Regions from separate parts of the Pan troglodytes genome. Here region 2 is linked to region 1. The links are chromatin contacts, called in public Hi-C maps. All regions are on one chromosome and are shown on one strand. The core of a region is the stretch at or near the end of the contact, and the rest is flanking DNA. Distances in the headings are between cores, read along the strand shown. Region 1 has its middle 90 kb from the start of HSD17B3. Region 2 holds the start of LOC107976725.

The links. A called contact is a pair of places that touch in the nucleus more often than the background predicts.
Region 2: a contact with region 1 is called in a Hi-C map of stem cell-derived neural progenitor cells, with 4 times the contacts expected there. The contact joins the promoter of LOC107976725 here to the enhancer-like site in region 1. A contact is called at or near these places in 1 of 7 Hi-C or Micro-C datasets (stem cell-derived neural progenitor cells) and 1 of 1 datasets of contacts at active chromatin or transcription factors (stem cell-derived excitatory neurons).

Annotation. Positions count from the first base shown.
Region 1 is chr11:42,291,205-42,293,904 of NHGRI_mPanTro3-v2.0_pri, reverse strand. No RefSeq gene overlaps it. Among named protein-coding and RNA genes, the nearest start is that of HSD17B3, 90 kb to the right of the region's middle. Within about 2 kb of position 1,339, at least 10 of the 24 cell types and tissues checked have an H3K27ac peak or open chromatin away from gene starts, as enhancers often do. A contact at or near this core is called in stem cell-derived neural progenitor cells, where this site is marked.
Region 2 is chr11:42,633,423-42,636,122 of NHGRI_mPanTro3-v2.0_pri, reverse strand. LOC107976725 reads right to left here and starts at 1,315. Exons shown (of 3, transcript XM_063787654.1): 1 at 841-1,315. The coding sequence starts at 1,315. It overlaps ERCC6L2 (ERCC excision repair 6 like 2), which reads left to right and starts at 83. Exons shown (of 19, transcript XM_054658300.2): 1 at 83-1,060. The coding sequence starts at 1,015.

The DNA.
Region 1 (2,700 bases), core at 90-2,589:
TTAGAGGAGACTAAAAAGATGCAATAACTAACCCAAGGTGTGATTCAGCAAAGGCCCATTCCTGGGCCTAGGGGAAATATGATGAGGGTCTGTGGAGGATAACAGAACTATATCAATGTTAATTTCCTGATTCAGTCACAAGCCTGTGGTTATTTTGGGGGGAAATATAAACCAAGGCATTTACAGGGCATCAATGTGGGTGAAGGGTGCATGTGAACTCTTTGCATAATTTTTAAACTGCTTTTAGAAGCTTCAAATTATTTCAAATTAAGAAGTTAGAAAAGAAAAATGGCCATTAACTTTATAATCAGAAAAAAGAAATGTTTTAGGACAAAAATATGTCTCTGGTCATAGCCTGTGCTGTGAATCCATGGAGTAGATTCTTGCTGTCAGCAAAGTTCCCAACAGCTGGAGAAGAACAAGGAACAAAAGCCGAGCTGCCCTCCTGAGCTCCCAGGGTCCCAGACACAAAGCTGGCCTCTCAGGCTTTACTGAAAGATAAGTGCTGATAAGGCCTGCGGGTCATCTTCGTCTACGCGGGCCCCCCAGCTCGCTGAGAGGGGCCCGCCCTTCCAGAGCTCAGCCAGACATAAGCCAGAGCAGAGCGTGTTTCTTTTCAGCTGAAAGCTGCAGCTGGTGCATCCACCCTGGGTATGAGCAGACTCGCAGCAGGGTGCCCACCAGAGTGGGGACCTGCAGATGCCCCTGCCCAGAGACGCCGGGAGGCCACAGCCCAGGTCTTCCGGATGGAGACAGAACTTCAGCATTCCGTTTGGATCAGTCCAGAAGAAAAAAAAAAAAAACAAGCAAAATCTCACTATCACTGCTACTAAAACAAGATAAGCTACAAAAACAACTAATGCAACTACTGGCTTACACCCAAGTCTCACCAAGTTCCCCATAAGAACCAAATTCCCCATAAGAACGGCCACAAGGGTGACCACACTGACTAGTTGTCCTAGCCTGGTTGACCACACTGACTAGTTGTCCCAGCGAAGTGTTGCTGGAAACATTGTCAAGGTAAGGTTTGTGCCTGGTCCCTCTTGAGGCCAAGGCTGGAGGTGCCCCCCCCCCCCCGCGTGCGAGCTGGCCGACGGGCAGACCTGGCTGCATCTGGGCAAAAAAAGGCCATCATCGCCATAGATGCTGGAAGCTGCTCTCTCGCCCACTTTAACTGTGGGGGCCTCGGCCCCCCGTTTTTTAACTACTGGAAGACGTAGCCCTGAGTCCAACCTCTTCCACGCCTGGCGATGCAGCTAAGAACGCGGAGCAGGGCTGGAGGGCTCAGCGCCGGCGGGGGCAGGGCGCGGGTCCGGGAGCGGGCGCGGAGGCACGGAGCCACACTGCCCCCTGGCGGCCGTCCCCTGCCCCGCCGGCACCGCCTCCGCGAGGCGGAAGGTTGAATGTCACCCCTGCGTTGCTGAATTCCGGCTCAAGAGTATTAGTGCGGGGCATCGGGTCCATCCAGGGGAGGAGAACGTTCCTAATGCGGAGTCACAAGCCCTACCTTTAAGGTCTGGCTCTGGAACTCTGGGCAAGTTGCTGAAATTCTCTGTTCTCAGCTGCGAAAGGAGGAAAATAATTAAAGCCTGTGTTGTAAAGACCTCACTAGGCGATGTGTGCTCTATAGGCTTTCCCTGCCCCTGACGCAAAGACACACGCACAGAAAGCAAGATCATGAGGGATAGATTTTTTTTTTTTTTTTTTTTTTTGACGGAGTCTCGCTCTGTCGCCAGGCTGGAGTGCAGTGGCTCGATCTTGGCTCACTCCAACCTCCGCCTCCTGGGTTTAAGCGGGTCTCCTGCCTCAGCCTCCCGAGCAGCTGGGACTACAGGCGCTCACCACCACGCCTGGCTAATTTTTGTATTTTTAATAGAGATGAGGTTTCACCATGTTGGCCGGGCTGGTCTCGATCTCTTGACCTCGTGATCCGCCCGCTTCGGCCTCCCAAAGTGGTTGGATAGGCTTCAGCCACCACGCCCGGCCGAGGGTTAGATTTTAACCCAAACACTGTCCCTTCTAATGTTCGCTGCCGCCCAGTGCAGCTCCCAACGCTGACCCGGGTTTCTGGGGTGGAAGCAGCAGAGGCGCCCCCCGCCCCAACTCCCGCGCTCCACCGAGCCGGAGGGCAGCCCAGGGGCAGCAGCCCCACAGTGGGGCCTGAACAGCGTCCGCGGACCCGACCCGCGCTGCGGCCGCGCTGCCCCGCTCCTCTGGGCGCCTCCCCGAGGGCCTCGCTCGTCTGACCCGCAGTACTCTCCGCCCTGCTCCTCGTGCCTTTGGTGGGCGCGTGGCTTCCGGCCTGCGGAGGCTGTGCCTCCTCGCCAAGGAGCCGTTCACTGCCGCGCGTTCGAAAACCCAGCCGCCGGCCGCGCGTCCTGGAGAAGGGGCACGGTCAACTCGCACGCCCTAAGGGCCGGGCCACCGGGGTCACTGCCCGGCCTGCGGGGGCCGTGCCTGGGGCGTAGGAGCAGCGCCCCTCCGCAGGCGCTATGCATGCCTGCGCCCTCTTGCAGGATAGGCCACGAGCCCAACTGCCAGGCGATCGGCCGAGACCCAGAAGGGTGAGAGGGGGAAGCCGCACCCTCTTCGTGGGTGCGATGCTGTGAACGTCTTCCTTCAAGGGAAGAGCGGCTTCTGGACTTTCCTTGAACTCCAGGCGGTGCTAAGAAAGCTTCGTGACTGTGGCAGATGCGGCTC
Region 2 (2,700 bases), core at 66-2,565, 340 kb before region 1:
GTCCTTCATTCACCTCGCGCGTGGGCGGCGCTGCCCTGAAGATGCTCCCGGGCTCAGTGCAGACGGCTCAGCGTTCTCCCGCGTTCAACGAACCGCCAGAAACGTCAGACGGTACGGAGGAAAACACTTTACACTTTAACAGTATTTTTACGTTTATTTGCAGCAAATGTTGGCTTTGTATTTAAAGTATTTATGATTCACTATAAAGTGTAGGATCCAAGAAAACGCGCTAGTTTCACTTGGCCCCCGTGGCTGTCCCGGGGAGCTCTCCAAGGAAGCACTGGTTCCTGAAGTTCCTGGGGTGCTGCACCACCACGGAAGAACCAAGCTCCACAGAGAAGCCAGAAGCCGCGACCGCGGGGCCGCCCTCTGCCAGGCCTCCACCGCCTCAGCGGCCCTTTACAGCCACCGCATTCTCAATGCCCCCAGTTATTTCTAGCTTCGCACAGCGCCCGGCCCACCGAGCGACCTCAAACCTCGCGACACTCGCAACTCCCGCGGCCCTTCCTGCTACAGGCCTCAGAGGGGAGAGACATCGGGAAGATTGCTCCGCCCACAGAAAGGAAGATTTCGTTCTCGCGAGATCCCAATGACAATTCGGGAGCCCGTTCTCGCGGGATTTTCCAAGACCGGGTTGGAAGTTGCGGGGGTTAGGAGACGGAGGTCAGAGCCTAGGAAGATTCGGGGGTCGCCTTGCCGGCCTCCTGTCCTCCTCCCGCGGCGGCGGAGCCCGAGAGAACTAGGTGAACACCGCTTTGCCAGCCTCACACAGCGTCCCCTGGCTCTGCCGCCGCTCCGGACGTCGCCCTCCCGTTCTGCTTGGGTCCCCTTAGTCGCTACCTTTGCTGGGATCCCCCTCCTCCATCCTGTGGCTTCGGGTTGCCGAAGAGCGATGCTCGGAGGGCGGCCGGAAGTAGCGTTGGCCGCCATTGGCCTGCCGGCCAGCCACCTTGCTGTCCTCCGCCGCCTTCCGGGTGTTACGTGCAGCCGGGCTCGGCCCCTCCCCCTGGCCGGATGGATCCGTCGGCGCCACAGCCCCGCGCGGAAACCTCTGGCAAAGGTACCAGCTCCGCGCTCGCCCCTTACGCAGAGGCCTGTGTACTGCGTCGCGTTGGACCAGTTCGTGCCGGTGCCCTTCGGGTTGGGGTTTTGCCCTGTAGATCCTCTTCAGTGACAGCTGCAGATTGTGAACCCCTCCAGGCCTGGAACCAAATCTCCGATTCAGTGTTGAGAACGTAGACTCGGGAGTCAGCCCCTGGGATCTAGAGCTGCCTCTGACAGTTACTTGCTGAGCAACTTTGGGCAGGCTCCTCATCTGTAAAACTGGGTTCGTTACTAGGTTTTTGCGATTATTAAATGACGTGGGGAATACGCAAAGTATTTATGTGACCCCGCGTCTGGCCCATATTAAGCACTCAGTAAATGTTATTTTCATTATTTATTCTTGTATGCCCCAGTTGTTAGTGAATGGCAGAAGTTTGTTGTAAGTAGATAAATGAAGGTTGAGATATTTAGTTCAATTGAGTTTTATTGCCTATTGAGTCAGGGCATTATATTCTGCCTTAAATAGGAGGTTTAAAGAAGGTGTGATTATCTACCACAAGTCACCTGGGATGCCTTCTGGCACCCAAATGAGTAGTTTTCATTAATAATTGTGCTGTATAACAAAAGCTACCAGGTATTGAGTGATTTTCCTGAGCCCAGCAATATGCTGATTGTTTACTTGCTTTCCTTTGAGGAAGATATCGATCTCATTAAATAGATGAATTCAGAGATAAAGCTCAGAGAGGGCAAGTTACAAGCCTGAATTCTGAGGTCTAGGAATTGATGACGCTGTAATTCAGGGACCAAACATATAAATACCTATAGGAGACTGGCAGCTAAAAATAGATGAAGCTGCCGAGTGGATATTGTGACTGGGAGGCTCATTCCTTTTGATAAATCTAGTCACTCTTGGTATTTAGGGAAATTGGTGGAAGGAGCAGAAAGCTCCAGGGCCCCGAGGTGGGAACACCCTTGAGGAATGCTTGAGGAGGCCTTTGGAGTGAAAGAGGGAGAGAGAGACCCTATCACCAGAATGAGTTGAGTTGGTAATTAGTTTAAACCAAAACAAATGATTTCGACTCATTAAATTATAGGAGACTTAACCCATTTCCCTGTTAAATCCAACAGGAAATCTTAACAATTTAAGCAGTTGTTCTGTAGTTTGGATACTGAGAGATTCCATTTCTAACTCAACTGAATTTATTTCGTCCTAGAAATTATCCGAACTCAAACCCAAAATACTCCAATAAATTGTGTGATTCCCTTAAGGCTTTTTTTTTTTTTTTTTTGCACATGCTGTACACTTATCTGAGATACAGTTCTTAGACCCCTTTCCCTTTTAAATTACATTTCTCAATACTCCCTTCTCATAGCACTCTTCTTCCAATGCACTTTTTACAGTTATGTATATGTTTGTGTACTTTTTAGTTTTCTCGCAAGATATAAAGGATTTATGAGATTGATAATTTGTAATAGGCCAGGCGCATGGCTCACACCTGTAATCCCAGTACTTTGGGGAAGCTGAGGCGGGAGGATAGTTTGAGGCCAGCCTGGACAACATAAGCGAGACCCTGTCTCTACTAAAAATAAAAAATTTAGCCAGGCATGGTGGTGCACACCTGTAGTCCCAGCTACTCAGGAGGCTGAGGCGGGAGG